Regions from separate parts of the Mus musculus genome. Here regions 1, 2, 3, 4, 6 and 7 are each linked to region 5. A link is a contact called in public Hi-C, Micro-C and promoter capture Hi-C data. All regions are on one chromosome and are shown on one strand. The core of a region is the stretch at or near the end of the contact, and the rest is flanking DNA. Distances in the headings are between cores, read along the strand shown.

Region 1 (2,798 bases), core at 238-2,737, 590 kb before region 5:
GGTGGTTAGGCCATGAAGGGTGTTGATGTCTTTTGGAGGGGTGCATTAATTACTGTCATCTAATTAGTTACAAAGAGTGGCGCCTTATGTTTTCTACTCTTCTGGTGCCACCCACCTTTCTCTCTGTTTTCCTGCACACGTTGATGCAGGACAAGGCCCTTGCCATGTGCTGCCTGGTCCTGGCTTCTCCCACCCCCCAGAACAATGAACCAAATAAACTTCTTTCCTTTGCAAATTACCTAGTCCCAGATATTCTGTCATAGCAACAGAAAATGCATTAAGACAATTAGTTACCATGGAAATGTGAATTGCTATGGCAGAGGCCACGTTTCCTTTTCCATATTGGGAGAAGTTTTTTTTTTTTTTTTTTTAATGTAACCCCTCCAGCAGCTCTAGCAACTTGTTTTGGTAAGGCAAGGCTATAGTTCTGAAAAAGCCACTGCCATCTGGTGCTCCTGCTTCTTGAACTTGCCCCACCTCGCCCCGAAACAGCCACCCCACACTTAGGGGGTGAACCTGAAAATCTCTGCTTCTGAAAGGGCCCCAGATGGAGGCAGGACAGAGTCACTCTGCTGGGATAAGCTTCCTTCCTCTGTGAGCCTAGCTGGGGTACTTGAGATTAGACCCTGAGCAGGTGCAGAATCAAAGTATTTGGTTGTAGTGGTTCAGTGAGCAACCTCCTCCTGATAAGATGGTGATGCTGTCTCTGTCAGCCTGACCTGTTGGTGCAGATCACCGGGGCAGGTGCAGTGAGATGTGCGGTTCAGGAAAGGAAGGAGCACGGAAACAAGACTGTAGTTTTGATCTCCAAACCACACCTCTCAGACACTCCTGAGGAAAAAAAAAAAAAAAAAAAAAAAAAAAAAGGAGGGGGGAGGGGCTTCCAACTGCCTGAGCCTGGCATTATCGTCTGGCTAATCTTTAAAGAGTGCTGAACTGCTTTTGGGTTTGGGTTTTGATCATTTAAGGCAGTACTTGGTAGCACGTGCACACACACTTTTTGTACTCGCTGCTACACTGGGGAGTCCTCTGTGTATCTCAATGCGTCGGAATTAGGGCGCCTGGCACGAAGTGCGCGACCTTAGTCAGTATTGTAATAGCCGGTCTGAAGTCTGAAGATGGGGCCTCACGATGCAGAGGCGGGCCAAAGGTGGCGCGAGACTTGTTCCTGGGTCCAACCACCTGTTAAGCAGCAGGCTTACAAGCTTGGGTCAGGAAAGAGATGTCCTGGAGGCGGGGCGGCGAGGGGGCAGGGCCGGGGCCGAGTCCACTCGGAAACTTAAGCTGTGGGCCGGCCAGACCCGCCCTCTCGCCGCCATCTGTCCTCCTGGCGACCCAAGAGAGCAAGTCGCTGCAAGGCGAGGCGCTCCGTGATTCGCGACAGCACATAGTGATTGGCAGGCTTGCCGGCGACTTAACGAGCCGAGTCTCCCTGGGTCGCAGCAGGAATGGAGGGTGGCAGAGGCCCCGCCCAGGCCCCGCCCCCTTTCCCGGGGCCGCGCTGAATGTAGGGCCGCGCGCTCCGCCTGCTCAGCTGGCCGCTGCAATCTCCGCGGTTTCGGAGCAACTTCGCGGCGGGCTGGGAGGCCCAGCACTGCGGCCGGTAAGTTCTTCAGGGTCGTTGTGCCATGGCCTTGGCCTTGGCGTTGGGCGCGCAGTGTCAGGGAGGGTTTCGGAGCGCTGGGTGGCGCTGCTCTCCCGGCCTCAGTTTCCCCTGATGGGTGGCAGAGCCCCAAGTCCACTCCAAGTTGCTAGAAGTTGGAGGCCAGGACTCTCGCTGCTCCACGGAGCCCGAGGCGTCTACTGCCCCAACTGGGCCAGTTGTGCCCAAGCCGTGCGCCTCTCACTCAGCCCTGGAGTCCCGGCACTCCCGCAAATCTCCCTGCATGACCGCGCTGCGGATGGGGACAGCGTGTCGGAGAGGCTGCCCACGCTCCAGAGCTGCCCCATCAAGACCTACATCCCTGGACTCCCTACCCAGGACCATGAAGGACCTGATTCCTGGGGCGCGTGGGGGCTCAGCCCACCCAGGAGCCGTGTGTCTGTTTCTTTCTCTTTCCTGGTCCTCAGAAAAGGAGGTAGGAACCCTTGGGACCCGCCCATAGTTACCCACCCTATTAGGTACCTGCTGGCCATTGTGTGACCCCAGCTCTGGTATGCACCGCACCTAGAGGAACTTAGGTTCTGGTCAGATGAACTGGAAGCCTTCTGGAAAATCTGATCCTGCACTTTTGGGTGTGATGGAGCTGCGTCCTTTCAACGTATTTTGTTAGTTATCTTTATATGAGAGTCCAATAAAACAGCGTTTTAGTTTCTTGGAACTATCTCCCTGACACTGTCACCCTCCACCGTGTACTCGGGCCCCTAGTCCTAGGGGTAGGACTTACAGTTTCCATTGGACACAGAGGCTCAGTAGATTTGGGGCCTGGACAGGACCACACACCTAATGGACAGAGCTAATGAACCTCTACCCCCTCCTCCCACCTCCAATTCCCTCCCCCTCCCCCAGGCAAGCAGGTGCAGCCCTTCCTCTGTCACCTTGGACAAAGACCCCAGGTGGTTGGCTGGGACTTTCCTCTCTAGAATCCAACCCTCACTCGGACCCATGTCCTAGGCTCTTGAAGGCCATGGCGATCACAGGGGCTACCTCCCCAGTTCCCTCACCTGTTGACCTATGTCTCTCTGGTGCTGATGCCATTCGCAGGTACTTTTTCATCTAACTAGGAATCTAGAGAGAGTTTATGTTCCAATTTCTTCCTGAATGTTCCTTGGACCTCCTCAGATACAGGCAGGATTGG
Region 2 (3,045 bases), core at 10-2,509, 720 kb after region 5:
GCCTCGGCTTCCCTTCTGTACAGGTGACTGAAAGCATTTATGCAGCCATAGTAAGGGTCAGGTCAGGTGACCAGGGAGGATGATGTGACCCAGAGGGAAAAAGTTGGACTCGAGACCTCGGACAAAGCGAATGTGAGTGAAACCTGTAACTCACTGTCATTTTCCAGCCTCACTCTGAGGCCCCCACACTCACCCCAGGGGTAGGAGGGCACAGGGAACCTACTCAAACATGTGGAACAGCTTGCCATGACATACACGGTAGAGCAAAACCTTGTTTGCATCATTTCCCCATCTGCATTGGAGAAGTCCGGAGGGAGACCTGGCCTGCACTTCTGTTAAGAGAAAGTAATGCTTTCCCCCTCCTCACACACAACACCACAACATCACTACCCCCCCCCCAATACACCACACACACATACACTACCACCTCTACTAGGTGAGTGCTCACACCTGGAACCCCACTTCCTTTTTTCCCAAACAACTCAGTCTGATGAGGCCACTCTGCTTCCTGGCTACTGGGCTTTTCCCAGACCTGGAACCAGACTGCTCCCCAGGCCTTCCTCCTCTGCCCTCCACCAACATCCATCCAAGGTATGTGTGGCTTTATCAACTCATGGAAGCAGAGGTGTCACCATACCACACCACACCACACACCCTCCAGTGTGCTACCTGTTTCCAGTGCTGTTGAGAAACTGCAGAAGGTAACAGCTTCCTGCCAAGCTACTCTACTATGCTTTCTTTCCCTCCAGAGTTGCACACCAGGTTCTCCAGCCCCTGGAACAACGGATTCATTCAGTCTAGGGCCACCTCCCAGGGAGGCTCTGTTGGGTCCTCTGACTCCTGAAGCTCCAGCCACTAGCAACTTGACCTCCTGTACCCTGCTACCTGTCCTGGGTCTGAAGTAGCTTGGTGATTGCATGAGGAGGCACCAAAGTGTTGGGGAAAGTTGAGCAGGTGCTTTCTGTTCCTGCACTGCCTGGTGTCCTGGTACTGCCTGGTGTCCTGGCACTTCCAACGACTCTGAGGTAGGAGGTGCTCAGTAATCCTTGTAGAAGAAACAGAAGGACAACAGGCAGCAACCAGAGTTCTAGATCTGAGAGAGCCCAGAATAGATCCAAGGCAGATGGCCCCCCTCCAGCTGAAGATGGGAGGAAGGGAGCACCTGGCTGCTTTCTAAGTATCCGCTCCAATGTTGCCCGGTGGAGTGATGCAGAGCAGGAGGGGTCTAGGTTTGGGGCCTTGCTGAGCTTGGCTGCTCAAGTAGAGTAGGGGTTCCTCTGTGAAGGAGAGCTAGGGACAGAATTTGGACTTGTTCATGTCTCTGGGGTTGCGGTCAGGTCCCTGGCTAGGACTGGAGTATTCCGAAGCAGCTCCCCTTTCCCAGACCCTCATTCTGGGCCGGCAGACCTGTCACCCAAAGTGCACACCAGGCAAGCGGGGAGCAGGAGGCTCCGGGTGGGTCCCCACCAGCCGGGGCGGGGTCCCGTGGGGCAGGGGCGGGGCTGGCGGCGGGCAGGGCCGCCCCTTCCAGCGAGGGCAGACTGTCTTGGCCTTTAAGCGCCTGCTGAAGCTCGGCTGAGAGAGGCCCGGGTCAGTCCCCACACCATGCCCTGTTTGCGCTCCGGGCCAGAGTGCGCCTGAGCGGTTCGGGCCTCGGTATCCCCGCGGGTCTTGCGCCGCCGCCTCTCCGCGATGCAGGCGCGCGCGCTGCTCCCCGCCACGCTGGCCATTCTGGCCACGCTGGCTGTGTTGGCTCTGGCCCGGGAGCCCCCAGCGGCTCCGTGTCCTGCGCGCTGCGACGTGTCGCGCTGTCCGAGCCCTCGCTGCCCTGGGGGCTATGTGCCTGACCTCTGCAACTGCTGCCTGGTGTGCGCTGCCAGCGAGGGCGAGCCCTGCGGCCGCCCCCTGGACTCTCCGTGCGGGGACAGTCTGGAGTGCGTGCGCGGCGTGTGCCGCTGCCGTTGGACCCACACTGTGTGTGGCACAGACGGGCATACTTATGCCGACGTGTGCGCGCTGCAGGCCGCCAGCCGTCGTGCGTTGCAGGTCTCCGGGACTCCAGTGCGCCAGCTGCAGAAGGGTGCCTGTCCCTCTGGTAAGCTCCACCAGGAATCAAAAAAGCCTTACTCTGAGGAAACTGAGGTCCAGGGGAATCTGTCCACTTCCACTAGGCAGCCTTTTAAGAATAGTTCACACAACCCTCTGGCTTTCTAGATGGGGAAACTGAGGTCCCCAAGAGATAAATGCTGTCCCCAAAGTCACAAAAAGTTAGACTTAAACTCTAGTGTGGCAGCCTGGTAGCGTCTGGTGGGCTGTGAGGCTCTGACCCAGCCACACTCCTGTTTCTTAGAGTCCTCCAGTGACTTACAAGGGAACGAGCGTCAAGCAATCTTTTCCTGGTCTCTGTCTTCAATTCCTGCTCTGTTTTCTTCTGTCAGGCTGTGCTGGGTGCTGGTTCTGTGTGCCTGTCTTGGGCCTGGCTGTCTGAGAGGCAGAGGGTTTTCAGGGTGGCCAGGCACCTGCATTACTCTGCTCCCTTCATGGTTGTGTTTGGTGTACTCTTCTCTGCTCTCCCATGTGACAGATACTATTAACATCAGGTTCTGGGCAGAAACCAGTAAGAATGGAATTGTTCTTTACAGATTGAGCCATTTGTAAGAAAAAAATCTTTTCTGGCCTGACTGTCCCTAACTGGAAACAGTGTATCAGTGCATGGCATAAAGCAGACCTTCTGGTACCCTCGAGACTTCTAGACTGTGGAGGGCACAGAGCTATGGAGAGAGAGGAGAATGTCAGTCTGAGGATCAGGCAGGCATCCATCACTAAGAATGGCAGGATTCCTGTGGCTATTGGCAGGATCTTAGGCTTCAGAGACCCACTGTCCTCAGTTGATCGCTTCATTGTGTTCTGGGTACCTGACTATGAGCGATCTGGTGTCAGGCCTGGGAGAAGCCCCTGCAAGGAATATGTAGCCAGGGGACAACAGATGCTGAGTCTCAGCATTACTTCCTGTGCTGGGTCTATGAGCCACCTCCCAAGAGAGGT
Region 3 (3,194 bases), core at 392-2,891, 520 kb after region 5:
AGGGAAAGACCTGAGACCAGTGGTCCCAGACCCACCACATCCCCAGCTCCTGATGGAGTTGTTCATCGTAGAGGGGGGACAGGTCTTGGCTGTCCAACTTCTGTTGAGTGCCAGAGTGAGCAAGGGTCAGAGGAGCCACTGGTTGGCAGAGGATCTATTAATGTCCCCTGGTAGGAAGGGCCTCTAGATCCTCAGGTGTCCTCCGAAGCAGGAAGAACTATGGGGTGTGGCTGACCACAGGGGCCCACATAGCTGTGTGAGCTCAGCTGCTCCCTGCCCTCTGGCTCCTCAGGTACTAGCCAAGGCCAAGAGCTCCAAGCTTCTTCCATAGCTATAGGAAGCAAGCCCGACATGGTGCCTTTCTGAAGAACAAGCCAGCTCCACTCCTGAGAGACAGGGTTGCATGGTGGAAATCCTAGAAACTTCAGTGCCCTTCTCTCTGTGTCATCAGGAACATCTAAGTCTATAGGCCCTGACTCAAATGTCACAAGATAAGGGCTGTGGTACCAAAGAGGGCCCTAAGGCTACCCCGAGTCCTCTGCACTGAGTTCCAGTCGAACGGGATGACTCTACACTCCAAAGGGCAGCAGGTCTCTGCTCATGCTGATCTCCCTTCCTTCCTCAGGGACCACGTGGGTGACCCCTTCAGCCACCAGCCTCTGCCCACTGCAGCTCCCCAGTGAGCTTCCCGCCAGCCGGCAGACACGAGACCCCTCCCCAGTTCTATTGGTCCTCCTGCCCCACAGCACTCAAATACTTCTCCACTTGGATCAGGAACAGCCTGTGAATGGGGTGGGGGAGCTCTGAACTTCTCTCATGGTCCCCTGTGGTCATCAGGGGCCAGGGTTCTCTGTCCTCCTCACACTGGCTGGACAAGTTTGAGCAGAGAGAGGACACTTGAACTTTGAGATCCTTGCTTCCTAGCTGCAGTCCCCTTGGGCTTACTGTTCCAGCAAACACACGTACATACAATTAGCCTCAGGGAGTGTGCGGATCTCACAGAAGCTACAGGCCCTCTGCAGCAGCCTCTTTCCAGTCCGCAGGGCCCCATGGCCCCTAGGGAGAGCTCAGACCCCCAACCCAGGAGCTATCACTTTTGAATGACACACCAACATGGCCACACCTAACCTCCTGTAGACAAGAGCCTCTCCAGCACCTCACCCACCTTTTGTGATATCTGCATATTCATAAATACTAATTCTTCCAAGCCCCAGGGCTGGGGCCTTGGCCAAACACTGGCTATATGCTGCCACAAAGGTGTTTTGTGGGCATGGTTATCATCAATAACTGTCTATGAGAAAATAATTACCCTAAAAAATTTGCTTGGGCTTCAGTCCAGGGGTTGAAGGCAGTAAGAACCAAAGGTCTGCCTCAGAGCTTAGCCTCTTGAGTCACCTCATTTCAGAAATATCAATCCTAGGGTTAGAAACATGAATGCGTGTTTCTAAGATCTGCGTGTCAGTCTTCGTAGCTTGTGAGACAATATATGAGAAAAGCAATTTAAAAGACATGTTCCTTTGGCAATTCATCTCCATATTGTAGTTGATTTAGAAGGCAAGTTAGCAGAGCGGCTTTGAGTACTGAATCCCATATCTGCCTCTTGGGAACCGCGGGCCCTGGAAGCCATCTGGATGCCTCATGGAGTTGTGAAAGAAGTGTTAAATGCACCACATGCTCAAAATAGAGCTGGGCACACAGGAGGGAACTGCAGCACTGTGCGCCTCTCAGCCCTGCTCAGGCTGTCTAGGTCCGTGTTGCCACCCAGGGCACTACGCAAGCACTTTTCTCCCACCGTTGACGTCACTGCCTTGCATCTTTGTAAATGGTAACACTGACCCTCCCTGTTTCTAACAATCATCATTTTGGACCACATCCGTGGCCCCTCTCCATGGCAACCTCAGTATCCGAAGGGCTATCACTCAGGTTGGTGGATGGGATGCATACAGATGTCCACCTGCTGCTTAACACAGTAGGCGCTCAATTAAGTATTTCTGAGCCTCTATTTAAATCCATGCACCTGTCCAGGGGACCGGTGCAGGCAGCCCTTGTCACCTGACAGGTGAGAGATCAGGCCCAGAATGGTTGCTTGTCCATAGCCAGTAACACACAGGTAGACATTGCAGAGACTGGATTCACATCAGCTCTTGCTACACCAGTGCTCAACCCCTTCCATGACACCATCAGGGCTGTCAGAAGACAATCTTGGAAATAAGTCAATGCTAACTTCAATGGGTACCAATCAGGGTATGCAGGGAATAATAGCTCAGATTAGGGCATGCCATTTCACCAGGGGCAACAGAGTTCCCATCCTTTGATCTGGGGACTCTGGGCCCAGCAGGCCCTCCAAATTCAAGCACTCAGAACACACAGGGGCCTGGGTTTCTCTGGGAAGGAGTCACTTGGTGTATTTTGGCCAAGGACAGAAATTTAGCTCTTCCAGGACAAAGAACCCTACTTCAGAGGATAGAGACCTGGTCTTTGCTCCATGTATGGAGATGTGTGATGTATCCAACCGCTGTGCAGTCAAAGAGGATCTTCACAACAGGACACATGTCACACACGAAGCCAAACTGGGCCCTGTGTGGCACCTTTAACTGCTGCTAGGCTGTGCCACAGGACATGTGTTAAACTGCAAACCTAGTTTAGGTGTCACTGTCACTGGACTAAATGCTGCTTAGCACCACCCAGGGCTCTGTGAGGCCTGGACACTCCTTCCCTCTACCAGCTTGGGTCCAATCTCACAGGTTCCTTCTGGGTCTCCTTCCTCAAATAGCCCGAGTTCCCTTCTGCTCCCTGGCCTTTGCAGAGGTGGTTTTCTAACAAACTCTCATAGACTCAGGCGCACACAGAGTGCTTCCTGTGCCATTGCCATCCAGCCACTTATTTCCTGTCCTTCAGAACACTCATGCTGGCAGGTGGTTATGATAATCAGTTGATGGATGCCTCGCTCTCTGATCAGACTGATTCTACCAGGGCAGAGCTTGTATCTGTGCTTCCCCAACCCCCAAAGAGCTCCTTGAGGTCCTAGTCAGTACCTGTATCTATAAATGGCTGGACGCTTGGCTGAGAACTCTGACGCTGAGTGTTGATGATGATAGCAGTCATGTAAACCCTGCTACAGAGGACACTATCCGCTGTCCACCATATCCACAGTCTCTTCCTGCCCATGACTAACTTCACTTCCCAGCTTGCCT
Region 4 (3,199 bases), core at 522-3,021, 640 kb after region 5:
CATTTCCAAATGGAGCCCAGAGCACCCAGCAATGGCAATGACCATCCACACTCCTGAGGGGCTGCTGCATGTGGGGTTTTCCTGCTTAGAGGGGAACCGAAGTTCCAGGTGAGCAGGCCAAAACTGGGAAGGTGTCCCAGTGCAAAGACCATCAGACACGCCATGGTTCAAACCCCAGTCTCCTTGCCATAACAATCCCAGCCCTCCTCCCCTGGGGACAAACACTACAAATACAAATGCAAAGTGTGGGCACCTGTGCTCCCTCTGAGGGCCCCTGATTACAGGAGACACAGAGGTATCAATTATGTCCTGAAAGCATGAAATTAACCCGCACACACCCAGCCATTATCCCCACCGCCATCAGATAAATGTCTGGAGGTCCTGCCAAGTCTGAGGATGCCCTCTCCTTACACCCACATCTCAGGAGGGATCCCGCCTCCCATACCACTTGCTCTCAGTTACTCTCAACATCCATGGTAGAAGCCCCTCCTTCCTTAGCTAGGAGGGAGAGGGGACAGTCCCCTGGGAGGAGGTACTTCAGGCTAGGAGCCTACAGTGAGCTGTTTCCAAGCTCATTCCCTCCCTGTCCACTTTCTCCTAGAGGAAGCTGCTGTACCCATTGGTTTATGCAATGTAGCCAAGGGCCACACTGCTGCTAGTAGTAACTTTGGCTTGGGGGTTAGGGGGAGTATGCTGGAGTCAGGGAACCTTGAGTTCAAATCCCTATCACTTGTCAGAGCTCAAGTCATTGAAGTCTGGTCATCCCATGGCTCCTGAAAATGGAGGCCAACCCCTCTCTCTTGAGGAATGAAAGGATCAGCCCTCCCTGCAAGCGGAACTCTTGAGGCTGTCAGATGGGTGCATTCTGAGATGATGTACAGATGCTTCCTGAGCCAAGGCCTCCCAGCTCTAGATCTCAGTTTCCTTCTGAGCACAGGCGCTGCTGGGTTGCAGGGACGTGGGATTTTCCAGCATCACACAGAGGCGGTCAGATCCCTGTGGGTGGGTGCGGCGAGAGAGGTAGGGCTGAGACGCTCAGAACTGAAGGGCTATAATGACAACAGCGCACAGACAGCTCCGGGACTGACACACATACAGGCTCTAGCACTCAGATCTGCAACGGCGAACCTGGGGAGTTCAGGGTCTGCCAGACGCCACCACCCAGGCTCTGCGGGAACCGCGCAAGGGCGGAGTCCCCTGCTGCAAAGCTCCGCCTGTCATCACACCTCTCTCTACGGTTAGGACTGCGGCGACCCAGAGCCCCTTTCCGGGACCTGGATCCCTTTACTGAAGCAACCTGGGACCCCCACGAGAAGCAAGGAGTGACGCCCGCCAGACAGCCCTGCGCAGCCACCCTAGCTGGCACGGTGGGAAGAAATTCCGGCATATGCCGCTCCGCGCCCCCGGCTTAGAGACAGAGGCTGCAGGCCGGCCTTTCGGGGCTGCACACCCTGGAGAAAAAGTTGGGTGGAGCCGCTGGGCTCAGGAATTGGCTAGAGGAATTGGCTACGCACTGCAGGTGTATCCAGTCCTCGAGACCCTACTGAGGTTGCCGCTACGAACCCGCGGATTCCGGGTCGCAGCTCTCACCTGCGCTCATGTCAGCGGCAGCTCCCAGTAGGGTGGTCCCCGCGCTGCGACAGCCCGAGGACCGGGCGGGCAGGTGCGGCGCTGGCAGGATCCTCAGCACGCTTGAGGCCAGCGGCTCGGCGCACACAGTACCCGCTGCCCGCAGCGCCACCGCAGCTCGGGGCTCCCGCCCCGCCCCTTTGCCCCGCCCCTCAGCTAGGCCACGCCCCTTGTCGAGCCGCGGGAGGGTCGCATCCTGGGAAGTGTAGGCGCTGTGCCCCGGCTGCCCGCCTGCGCGCCACCGCAGTTGGACGTGCGGACTACAAATCCCGGCAGGCTGTGTGTTCCGCTCAGGCGCAGACTGGTGGTAGCGCAGGTACCCTCCTGCACCTGCTCCGAGAGCTCTGCAGAGCTGTCAACAGGGTCTAAGGGAGGCGTGTAGGACTGTAGCTCATCTCAGCACTGGACTCTCAAAGAAGGAGGCCCAAGGAAAAGCGATCTTGGAGCAACTCTACAAGAGTGATGGAAGGTCTCAGCAATAGACCTTCCCTTCCTTACCAATGCACAGAAAAGGGGAAACTGAAGCGGAGGGGGAGAAGCGGGATAGCGAAGCAGGAACAGGATTTAATCACACACACACACACACACACACACACACGGCGAAGTCTGGATTTAATCACACACACACACACACACACACACACACACACACACACACACACACACACACGGCGAAGTCTGAATGGGTTGGGATCCAGACGCAGGTGTCTGGACTCCAAAGATAGGCAGCCTCGCCTTATGCCCCAGACGCTCTCCCGGCTCGGCTGACGCTAGGCGGTGCACACTGAGGAGGCTCTGGCACATCCTGCCCTCTCACCATCCTGCCCATACGCTAATCGATTCCCTTGTGACGTCAGGCGTCCAGCGCAGGGCGTGGAAAAACAGACTGAAAGAAAAGCATAGGGAGGCGCAGGTGGATCCTGCCTCGTATCGGTGGTGACAACAGGTGGGCACAAGAGACTACAAGAAGACAGCCTAGAGAGATGAGGGAGCACGGATGCGCAGGGCCCAGAATGAGAACATACAGGATCTGCCACTGCATGAACAGGCACAGGCCAGGGACGTTTGGCCCAGGTCAGGGCTGTTCCATGTACTACTGAGGCAGAAGCAGAAATTCCTCCCCAGTGATCAGTATTGTCCATCTATTTCAAAGGGGACCAGGAGGCCAAAGGCTCTGGTAAAGAGGAGAAGCCCCGAGGAAACAGCACATTTCTTTACATCCTATAAACCAAGAGACTCTGCTGGCAGCTGTACTTCCAGTCTCAGATGCCCACAAAAGAACGGGCTGCCTCTGGGATCTCTTGCCCAGAAACCTTGCTAATGGAAACTAGTTTCTACATGCTCCAAAAATGTGTTTTGACTCCACCTGCCTCCATTGGTTAGACCTAAGGACAGTCCCTATCCTTTAGGATAGTTCTTAGGAGCCTGCAAGCTCATGCTTATGTGTCCTAGCAACCTCTGAGATCCTTGAGTATTCTGATATTATTTCATAGTGCTGTTCCAGTGCCTCCCACAGGCTTGCGACGGGCACTGGAGATATACTTACTGAAGAAACAGGGTGGGAAAGGCA
Region 5 (3,030 bases), core at 5-2,504:
CGCTGCCCTTTCTTTGCTAGACCAAATGTCGCCACAGCTGTGCGCCCTTGCCTGGCTTTGGACTTCAGCTCCTGAATTTTTTGGGTTGGAAGTTTACATCAGGGTGCAGCCTGGGCACATTCCACAGGAGGAGGCCTTCTTGGACACGGGGCAGGGGCAGGCGCTCTAGTCCTGCTCAGTGCTTGGCACAGCGGAGCCCTGGCAAAATGACTTGTGCTGAACAGAAATTCCTGGAGGGGGCACTGGAGTTCAACCTTGGGAGCAAGTTCAGCTGTTGTTGCTGGATACTTTGTTCTTTGCTCTACTCTGTTCCCTGGAGTGAAGAGACCCAGCAGGCAGCGGGGCCTTTCAGTGTTGGTCTCCAAGTCTCCCTGTCTCCTAGACCCTGCTCCTGAGAGGATGCCGAGGGGACAAAGCTCAACTGCACTCTTGGCCTTATTTGGGCAGGCACCTGCTTTGTGTTCTGGATGGCAGAGGGGCTGGTAATAATGGCTGCTTTTATTGACATTGAATTAAAGACTTGGTGAGCTCTGGGGCTAGTTTCCTCATGTTCTGTGCTGGCCTACACCTTCTGGCTGGGACCTTGCCTCTCTGTTCTTCTCTCCTTGCTACCGCTACTCAGGTGTAATATGTTCAGGGGCTCCCCCTGGAGGTGGGAGATAAAGCCAGAGTCTGAGGGACTAAATTGGTTTTGGGCGACACCCCAAGGTTCCTGCACTATCCTCAGCTGCCTGGAACATCTTTCAGGTTTTCATGATTCGCAGGCGTCCCCTTGACTCTCTCCAGCAGCGCCCGGAGGAGGCGCCCTCCCCACCTCCGCAGAACGGCTACTCTGGAGTTGTTTGGCCTCTAAGCGGGCTACTTGGGTGTGGCCTGTTTCCCTTTGTTGCACCCTGTTGTGCCCCAAGTGCCTGGAACTCCGGCTGGTCAAGTGTAGACGCCTCGAGAAAGTCAGGGAGGATGAAAAGTGGGTGGGAGAAGAGGAGCGAGGATAAAGTTAGGAGTCACTGGGAAGGAAGGAAGGAAGGAAGGAAGGAAGGAAGGAAGGAAGGAAGGAAGGAAGGAAGGAAGGAAGGAAGGAAGGAAGGAAAGAAGGAAGGGGTCTTGGAGGTGTGACTGCACTCAGGACATCCTGGCCCGGCCTGGCCCAGCCCAGAGCTGCGGTGGCTTGCGCGCGGCCGGCAGGTGGCGGTGCTCCCTTGGCTGCGTGGCGGCGTTGAGTCCCCTCCTCCCGCGCTCCCTCCCTCCCGGCTCCTTTCTCTGCGCTCTTGCTCAAGCTCCCAGCGCCCTCCCGCTCTCCCGGCCGCGGTGTCGTCCGCACCGCCCCGCCGTTACCTACCAGCGACCATGGCGCACCGGGGACCCCCGAGCGCCCCGAAGCGTCCTGGCCCTACTGCGCCGGACCGGAGCTTTCAGGCTCTGCTGCCGCCGTGCTGGCCACGTTCGTGGCCGCTGCTGCTGCTGCTGCTGGTGCTGGTGGCTGCCTGCGGAGCGATGGGGCGCTCCCCCCAGCCCGGGCGCCAGGGTCCCGGTGTGCAGATCACTAGGCTGCTGCCCGCGGGACGCACGGAGTCCGGCGATCGCAAAGATCCACAGGCACGAGAATCAGAACCCAGCGTCCCGGGTCTCGGTCCGGGTTCTGCTTCGGGTCCCAGCACCGATGGCGCCCCAGCTCCGGGCAAGGGGCGCAGGGCTCGGGCGGTGCCGGTGGCCGGTGCGGCTTCGGCTTCGCGCGCACAGGTCTCGCTCATCAGCACGTCGTTCGTGCTCAAGGGAGACGCGACGCACAACCAGGCGATGGTACACTGGACAGGAGAGAACAGCAGCGTAAGTGACCTCCGCACTCACCCCGGCCCTGCCCGGACACCTCGGGATACCCAGGGAGACCACCACAGCCCCCTACTTCCGGACCACCCGCGGTCACTCTGCTGGGCATTCTTGGCTACTTGGGGGACGCGGGTCACCTCGGCGGCGCCCCTACTGGCTTCTGGTTATGGGTTACTTTTGGAAGGGTCCTCGAATTTGTGAGATTCTGTCTCGCTCAGAAGGTTTTTCCGAAGATCTGGAGACCAGAAACACCCCTAGCCTCTAGATCTGGGCTACAGGGAAGGTCCCTAGAGTCGTCAGGATCTGGGCAGCATGGGACAACTCCAGGTCCTTGAGGGCTACCCAGCTCTGCGCCGCGTGGACAGTGGGTGGGTCGCCCACACACTGCACTGCACTCAGCAGCTCCAGAGAACACCTCTGGAATTGCCACCTCTGGCGTCCTTACTACTTCATTTATGCTGACCTCAGGGTCCATGATATCCCTGACAGTTCCATGTCCTGTTCGAAGGTTCTTAATTCTAGGATTGCTCCTCCTAGTGTGCCCCACAGCTGTCTTTGGTCCGAGTGGACCATGGGGTGTTTAATAGTATTTAACGTTCTGTGGTCTTTAGAGCAGTGCGCCAACTCCCTCCCTCCCTTTCTCCCATGCCTCTCCCTCTGCCCGGAGAGCTCCAGCGTCCATCCCGCTCCTGCTCTTCCAGATTTAGGATCCAGCCACTCCCCGTTCCTTTTTTTGGTAGTGCACCTCAAGGGGTTTGTTTTTCCTTGTTAAAGGTCAGAGTCACTCTGTCCCCTCTGGGGAATCTCAGGTGTGTGCACTCCAGGTTTGCAAGCCTTTGCTCTCCAGGGAAGTGTGTTTTCATGAAGAGAGAGAGCCAGGAATCCCTCCTCACTGCCTGTACCACAGTCCACACAGACTCTCCACTCCTCCCCCACCCCACCCCTCAGGAGGTGACTCCACCTCTTTTCCTTGTCTTCCAAGTTTTTTAGGAGACTGCATAGGGCCAGAGTCCCTGCATGCACTGGGAAGTGGAGTGAGCGGGTCTTCTCTTTGGGTTATCAGGTGGACATAATGAAGCTGCAGACACTTTTAAAACACCCCCCCCCCTCCCCGTCTCCTCTCCTCGCACTCTCGGTGACTGCTTGGAGGCTTCCATTTGTACTAGGGAAGGGACCACCATGTAGCCTTGGCTGGCCTAAACT
Region 6 (2,921 bases), core at 259-2,758, 570 kb after region 5:
GCAAACAGAGCTGTGCATCTAGAAGGGAGAGAGGAGGGACGGCGTGAAGCTTGCTCTCGAGGTCACTGCCATCCCCTCTGTGGGTCCTGTGTTCTGGACCCCTCGGCACCAAGCCTTCAGACCCTCAGCTTGGAGTTACACTGACAGGTGCCAACTCCGGGGGCCTGCCCAACCTTGCGACCACAGGTTTCTGGTGCTGACAGGGGTTATCCTCTACCAACCCTATGTGATGCCTGCCTGGAGTTCCCGCTTTGAAAATGCCCCCTTCATTGTAAAGTAGCAAAATAACCAGAGAGGGGCCTGTTGTTCCTGCCAACCTGCAGATCTGTGAGACTCAGAGCAAAGTCTCACTGGCCGTGCCAGCCCCACAGAGTGGACAGAGATGACTGACCACACTCAGCCCTCTTTGTGCCATGGGCTCCAGCTACCCTGAGGTGATGTGAGCTCTCCTGTACTCAGTGCCCAGCTATGTGGGGAAGGACAGAGGACAAAACCGAATTCACTGTGAGAGCTGAGGTGACTGTCACCGGGGTTCTATCCTGACTCGGCCCCTGCCACCCCTGACCTGAAGTCTTACCCACAAAGACCTACAGTGAACCTCAGCAGCTCACTCCACAGGGCCATGTGGCACTGCCTTGCTCCCAGCCACAGAGATAAGAATGGGGCCTAGAACTTGGAGGGACTCATTCACCCTTTGGTTCCAGATACAAAATCTCTGAAAACATATAATGGCTGTTGTTCTAAAGATGCCATAATGTCTGTGGACCCTGGGTGCTGTGCTAAGGATGCCATGACACCTGTGGGGCTGGGTAGTCATGACTACCTAATGTCCACTGTATATACTCCAGATGCTCAGGACCTGAGTCCTGTGGTTCTTGTTCATAACTCCCTGCCTGTGTGGAGAAGAGACAACTATGACATTATTGTGGCTTTCCTGACAAGGAAGGACCATGTTCCTTCCTGCTGGCCTGGCTCTCCATAGATAGAGCCAGGGTCTTGCTGGAGAATGAGTCCCCTGGGTATCCTGCAGATGTCCAAGGGCCTACATCAAGAGACACTTGTTAAGGTGACTACTAAGTCCAGGACAGACAAGCCATTTCTTATCACTGGGTAGAAAGGAGGTGTGGCCTCCAAGCACTGACAGGTTTCAAGGGTCAATAACACAGGTGTCACCTCCAGGTGCCCAGTTCCACGGGGACAGGAGTCCTCTTAAGCCACCAGGCCTGCCTGACTATGCTTATTCAGGAGCTGCTCCCATGCAGAGCAACAGAGGGCAGGAATCTGTCCCTCCACTCCCAGGCCAGACCAGAAGCTGCCAGCCCTGGAGAGCCTGGGCCCAACACCAAGAAACCAGCCAGTCTCAGGCTGCCCAGCCTCTGCGCCAAACGTTGGTTGCAGGAGACAACCTTCATTTCTAAACTACTCATTTCAATAGCTGTACAGACCAGACAGCCCTGGAAGCAGAGCCCTCCTGTACAGGCCCAGGAAAACAAGGCTGCCTTCTTCCCTGGCCTGGCAGCACCCGCTCCTCAGGGCCTTCCATCTGGCCAGGGACCAGAGAAAGTGAGGCAGGCTGTTGTCTCCTGCAGCTGGTGTGGGGCATGGGCCACCCATCCTCTCCCTGTGCCTGGGGGAAGCAGGGCAGGCAGAGTGTCAGCTCTTTCCTGACTCTGTTCAGTCACAGGTCAGGATGCTTCCCTGAGCACATGCATGTGTGAGTGTGTCTGGGGGCCTCTGGGGATGCCAGGCTCTCTCCTTCTTCTGAACTGCTGGGCTGCACAGGGGACCATGCAGACAAGATGGATTCAGACTCTATGGTCACATCGTCCCTCATCATGACTGAGGGCAGGGATGCCCTGGGTGACAGATGCACAGTGCAGAGAGAACCAGCCACTGGGGAAAAACAGAGCATGCAATGTGGTGTTGCTCATTGGCTTCCTACCTGGAAAGCCACAGTAAAGGCTAATAGGATGATAGTACAGTGCGGCAGAGGCTGGGCTGGGGGTGGTGGTGGGTGGGTGATGGATGGGGGTGGGGGGTGGGGTAGGGGGTGGATGGGTGTGTGGGGTGGGGTGGGGTAGATGGGTGGGAGGGGTGGGAGTGGGTGGGAGGGGTGGGGGATGGATGGGTGGGTGAGGTGAGAGTAGGGGTGTGGCATGAATGTGTGTGAGGTGGGGTGAGGGGGTATATGTGTGGGGGTATGGATGGATGTGTGGGGTAGGGTGGGAGGGTGGATGGGGGGTGTGGGTGGGGGATGAATGGATGTGTGGGGTTGGGTGGGGGGTGTATGGGTGTATGGGGTGGGGTGGGGTGGATGGGTAGGTAGGGTGGTATACAAGCTCCTCACAGCCAAACACAGAGCTGCTAAGAGGATTCCTGAGGGCGCCCTGCTGGTCTCTGTGCTCCTCCCTGCTGCCTGCCTATCTTGCTTCTGTTACAGCCAGACTTCTTTCCTCCTCCTTTTCTCCCTCCTCTTCCTCCTCCTCCCTCTCTCATTTTCCCTCCTCCTTCTGTTTCTCTTTTTCCTCTTCCCACTTCTCTGCATCCCTTTTCCCTTCTGCTCTGTACCATAACCACCCAAGAAAGAAGGTACCACCTTGGGAATCTCTTGAGCTCTGCTCCCAGGGCCTGGGTTTGATCTCTCTTCAGGCTCTAGCAAACCCTCCTTCAGGTGCTGTGCCTCCTTCCCATCCAGAATGACTATTGTCACCCCATCTCTCAGTCATAACCCTGCTGCCCACAGCAGGGCATCTGAGGGGTTCAGAACCTGGCCCTTCCTAGAAGCTGACCTTTGTCCTCGGCTCCTAAGAGGTCACATTAATCTCACCTCAGCAGCAGCTGTGTTCAGGCAGGGCTGGCCACACAGGATCACCTCAAGGTATGGGTGGCCATGTTAGGAAGATCAACCTGTGTCCTAGGGC
Region 7 (3,163 bases), core at 434-2,933, 540 kb after region 5:
GAGAAAAGCAGAGGCAGGGGGATGTAGTTATGACTGCTGGCACATGTCAGGTGGAGTGGTCCAAACCCTCACTAAAGGTTCTGCTGTGCAGAACCCTCCTCAGCTGTGGCACAGGTGCCAGCAGCACAGGTGCCTGGGTTCAAACCCTCACTAAAGGTTCTGCTGTGCAGACAACCCCCCCTTCCTCAGCTGTGGCACAGGTGCCAGCACAGGTGCCTGGGTTCCTAAGGGCCAGGTGAACTCACATAACAGCTGCTGCATCACTCACATTGGCTTGCTGTGGGGATGCAACAGAGGAAAGGGATGACAGACAAGCCCTTGTCACTGTGGGGATGACCAGTGAAGACACCTGATAATAGCCTGCCTCACAGAGACCAGCGCACTCAAAAGGTCCTGGGACGAACACCCCCGTACTGGCACCTGTAGATGAGAAAGTGCCACAGGGTGGTATAGGTACACACACAGGTCACACAGCATGGCCACAGCCAAAGCAGGACCCCGAGAGGTGACATCTACAGCCCTGCTTCTTCCCACACTGTATTCTGCTTCCCTCAGTCCTGAGTCTCAGGCAGTCCAGAGTCTCAGCCTGGAGGCCAGAACACTACACAGGGCAACGAGGGTAATAGGCAACCCCTACGTTCTGCTCTGTGGAGGAGCCTCCATTGTCCAAACCGGAGTCCCACAAAGCACATGTGCACCCTCGGCATGAGACAACCACCTAGGGCAAGGATCCTTGGGATGGAGTCCCGAGGGATGATATCGTAGCCACCCAGCAGATGTAGACATGCACAGGGGACTTTCCACTTCCTCTCACCATGCCTTCAGCTAGCTCTTCCCCCAAAAGAACCCTGAGGAGACCCAGACCTGTGGGACCACTTGGTGTGCCTTCTCACGTTGACATCAGCCTTGTGTGCATGCTCTGAGATCCCAAGGGACATCATCTGCTTACAAAGACTCCCCACAGAACAACATTCCAGTTTCCAGTTGGTCACAATGTCCGGCTGCCTGCACCTCCACTCGTCCCTCCCCTGTGTAGTGGTTAAATAGTGCCTCAGAAGTGAGGGTCTTAAGAACGGTCATGCTGTTGGCCAGGCAAAACACTCTTGTATGCCTGGTGCCTAGTGACCCGAGAGTCAGCATTGCTGCTCTGGCTTCTATCATAAGCCAGTTAGCAGGGCAGGCAGATTTCACGCAGAGTCGGTACCACCGTGATGCCAGCGGGGTTCCCTCTGCTTTCTCACACCACAGATTCCCGTCACCTCTACGTCCAACCTCAGCCACAGCTATGGACAACAACTGCTAGGCCCAGCTTAGACCAGAGGCTGCTTCTGTGTGAGACTGAGCCTGCCTGCAGCCTGTGCTGGCTCTGCCTGGGACCTACAGCATCTTCAGTGAACAACAGGATGGGAATGTACTCTATCCTTGGGAATCATCCCTAAGCCAGGCTTCACAACACCCGCAAGGCTAAGCATACACCAGCTTTGCTACCCGTGACATCGGGTCGTATTACCTAGGAAACTCCAAGTGCTTTCTCGGTGTGTTACAGGGACCAGGACAGTGCCTTGTACCAGTTTCCAGGTCTGTGCTCGCCTCCTGACCATGACCACATCTGCCCCCAGAGAAAAGAGGCCCTGGGAGCTGTTCTCTTTGCTTTCTTGCCTGCTCCAAGAGAACCACGAGGGGGCGCTGTGCACACACTAGCTAGCTATGTCACTGTGGAGAGACACTGCTTTACCTGGCTTGATTCACATTCTTAGGCTGTTTGGGAGGTCTTGGTTTTGTTTTAATTTTATTTTTAAGACAGAGTCTCACTATGTAGCTCAGGCTGGCCTCAAACTCACAGCAATCTTTCTGCCATCCAAATGTTAGGGTTACATGCTGTTGCTAGCTCTTAGGCTTAATTGGGGGGGAGCAATAAAGCTGAGATCTGGGGGCCCGCTCAGTAGGGGGCCCTTCGCTGGCAGTCTCCTGTGGGCTTCAGAAGAGCCACTCACGTGAGTAGAGGCTGTCCCCTGCCATTCTTTGGAGAGGTTCCTGGTCAGTCCCGCTGCTGAGGGACAGCGACTGACTGTCCAGGTCTGGAGAGTTAGTTCTGGTGTCTGCATCCCCCTTGAGAAGCAGCCAGGTTGTCTTCTGTAGAGGAAAAAAGGTCACAGGAACACTGAGGTCATCTGCGATGGTGAAACGTTTCACCAGAACGTTCATTCAAGGAGCTCCGTACGCCTAACCCACAAGCCAACTCCACTGCGGGAAGCCAAACGTCTAGTACCCGTCTCACCATTAAAGGCGTCTCATTCTGAAAGTTCATGATGCAGCTGGAGAGATGGCCGAATGCTGCCTGCAGCCTGCTGTTGTGATGTCTGGCCCCCACATCCTCTCGGGGCACTTTTACAACTGGCCACATCAAAGAGGTATGCCAGTAATGTCTATTACATTTGACTTTTCCGCCATTCATTTAAAAAACAAAACAAAACAGAAACAAACAAACAAAAAACCACCTGCCAAGCTGTTCTAGAACCTTCATGTCAAATACCCCAGAATGCACTGGGGTTATTTCTTTGTCAATGTTCGTATCTCCTCAGTCCCAGAACCACAGCCTGGCTACTCGGCCGAGGCAGGACCCTGGCAGAGCATGTGCCCATACAGAGTATAAAGGGAGGCAGACGAGTATGGCTCCCACCTTGGTCCTCCTGGGACTCCAGGGGCAGAGTGAGAAAAGGACTGGAGTTCCACTGGAGTGGCCATCCCACCCCGCAGGGCTGTGGTCCCCCTCCTTACCTTCCTGCTGTCCTGGTCAAAGCTGCTGTCCTCCACGTCCAATCGCCTGGCAGCTGGAAGGGAAAGTCGGTCTGTAAAGGCAGCTCACCCTGTGTCTGTCCTGGGCCCTACTTTACATAATGCTCAAAAGGGGGAGGAAAAGCAACCAAAAGGACAACGCAATGAATGCCTTTCACAGGCTGGAGGAATGACACACTGGAGCAGCCTCCTTGGGGGCCTGTGGCCCAGGAGGTGGGCGTGTCCTGAGCCACATATGGCCTTACTCTAGTTCTAGCCACACCTCCAACCTGGAGAAATGCAGCCACATCCTCAGGTGGAGCCACTTGGCATTTGATGGACATACTATTGACCTTTAGAGGGAGACCCTGAAAGGACAGAAGGTCTC

Evidence for each region. Promoter capture Hi-C pulls out the DNA fragments that hold promoters and counts their contacts. A called contact is a pair of places that touch in the nucleus more often than the background predicts.
Region 1: a contact with region 5 is called in a promoter capture Hi-C map of liver, with 2.3 times the contacts expected there. The contact joins the promoter of Wfs1 here to the promoter of Sorcs2 in region 5. A contact is called at or near these places in 2 of 39 promoter capture datasets (both in liver).
Region 2: a promoter capture Hi-C map of stem cell-derived epiblast-like cells shows a contact between it and region 5, with 2.3 times the contacts expected there. The contact joins the promoter of Htra3 here to the promoter of Sorcs2 in region 5. A contact is called at or near these places in 3 of 39 promoter capture datasets (embryonic stem cells and stem cell-derived epiblast-like cells) and 1 of 484 Hi-C or Micro-C datasets (myocytes).
Region 3: a contact with region 5 is called in a Hi-C map of cortical neurons, with 3 times the contacts expected there. The contact joins the enhancer-like site here to the promoter of Sorcs2 in region 5. A contact is called at or near these places in 18 of 39 promoter capture datasets (the 3T3-L1 cell line, 3T3-L1-derived adipocytes, the C10 cell line and 10 more), 2 of 15 datasets of contacts at CTCF or cohesin (large pre-B cells and pro-B cells), 55 of 484 Hi-C or Micro-C datasets (the 63-12 cell line, the AML12 cell line, B cells and 31 more), 11 of 115 datasets of contacts at active chromatin or transcription factors (embryonic forebrain, embryonic limb bud, embryonic midbrain and 7 more) and 1 of 9 other capture datasets (adipose tissue).
Region 4: a contact with region 5 is called in a Hi-C map of nephron progenitors, with 4 times the contacts expected there. The contact joins the promoter of Ablim2 here to the promoter of Sorcs2 in region 5. A contact is called at or near these places in 4 of 39 promoter capture datasets (the 3T3-L1 cell line, the SN4741 cell line, pre-B cells and 1 more), 2 of 484 Hi-C or Micro-C datasets (CD8 T cells and nephron progenitors) and 3 of 115 datasets of contacts at active chromatin or transcription factors (astrocytes, embryonic basal ganglia and pancreatic cancer cells).
Region 6: a contact with region 5 is called in a promoter capture Hi-C map of hippocampal neurons, with 4 times the contacts expected there. The contact joins the enhancer-like site here to the promoter of Sorcs2 in region 5. A contact is called at or near these places in 8 of 39 promoter capture datasets (the HPC-7 cell line, cranial neural crest, embryonic stem cells and 4 more), 3 of 115 datasets of contacts at active chromatin or transcription factors (astrocytes, embryonic forebrain and embryonic midbrain) and 1 of 9 other capture datasets (liver).
Region 7: a Micro-C map of palatal mesenchyme shows a contact between it and region 5, with 2.5 times the contacts expected there. The contact joins the enhancer-like site here to the promoter of Sorcs2 in region 5. A contact is called at or near these places in 17 of 39 promoter capture datasets (the 3T3-L1 cell line, 3T3-L1-derived adipocytes, the C10 cell line and 9 more), 1 of 15 datasets of contacts at CTCF or cohesin (large pre-B cells), 13 of 484 Hi-C or Micro-C datasets (CD4 T cells, Th17 cells, cerebellum and 7 more), 6 of 115 datasets of contacts at active chromatin or transcription factors (embryonic limb bud, embryonic midbrain, fibro-adipogenic progenitors and 3 more) and 1 of 9 other capture datasets (liver).

Annotation. Positions count from the first base shown.
Region 1 is chr5:36,987,671-36,990,468 of GRCm38.p6, reverse strand. Wfs1 (wolframin ER transmembrane glycoprotein) reads left to right here and starts at 1,487. Exons shown (of 8, transcript NM_011716.2): 1 at 1,487-1,603.
Region 2 is chr5:35,677,994-35,681,038 of GRCm38.p6, reverse strand. It overlaps Htra3 (HtrA serine peptidase 3), which reads left to right and starts at 1,259. Exons shown (of 9, transcript NM_030127.3): 1 at 1,259-2,095. The coding sequence starts at 1,693.
Region 3 is chr5:35,877,873-35,881,066 of GRCm38.p6, reverse strand. All of the region lies in intron 21 of Ablim2 (actin-binding LIM protein 2), which reads right to left. Among named protein-coding and RNA genes, the nearest start is that of Afap1, 14 kb to the left of the region's middle. Within about 2 kb of position 1,641, at least 30 of the 459 cell types and tissues checked have an H3K27ac peak or open chromatin away from gene starts, as enhancers often do. A contact at or near this core is called in 3T3-L1-derived adipocytes, adipose tissue, cortical neurons and 1 more, where this site is marked.
Region 4 is chr5:35,756,452-35,759,650 of GRCm38.p6, reverse strand. Ablim2 (actin-binding LIM protein 2) reads right to left here and starts at 1,771. Exons shown (of 22, transcript NM_001177696.1): 1 at 1,591-1,771. The coding sequence starts at 1,600.
Region 5 is chr5:36,396,363-36,399,392 of GRCm38.p6, reverse strand. It overlaps Sorcs2 (sortilin-related VPS10 domain containing receptor 2), which reads left to right and starts at 1,254. Exons shown (of 27, transcript NM_030889.2): 1 at 1,254-1,827. The coding sequence starts at 1,348.
Region 6 is chr5:35,828,783-35,831,703 of GRCm38.p6, reverse strand. It overlaps Ablim2 (actin-binding LIM protein 2), which reads right to left. Exons shown (of 22, transcript NM_001177696.1): 9 at 1-18. Among named protein-coding and RNA genes, the nearest start is that of Afap1, 63 kb to the left of the region's middle. Within about 2 kb of position 1,508, at least 30 of the 459 cell types and tissues checked have an H3K27ac peak or open chromatin away from gene starts, as enhancers often do. A contact at or near this core is called in hippocampal neurons, where this site is marked.
Region 7 is chr5:35,856,796-35,859,958 of GRCm38.p6, reverse strand. It overlaps Ablim2 (actin-binding LIM protein 2), which reads right to left. Exons shown (of 22, transcript NM_001177696.1): 16 at 2,779-2,831; 17 at 1,995-2,133. Among named protein-coding and RNA genes, the nearest start is that of Afap1, 35 kb to the left of the region's middle. Within about 2 kb of position 1,683, at least 7 of the 459 cell types and tissues checked have an H3K27ac peak or open chromatin away from gene starts, as enhancers often do. A contact at or near this core is called in Th17 cells, where this site is marked.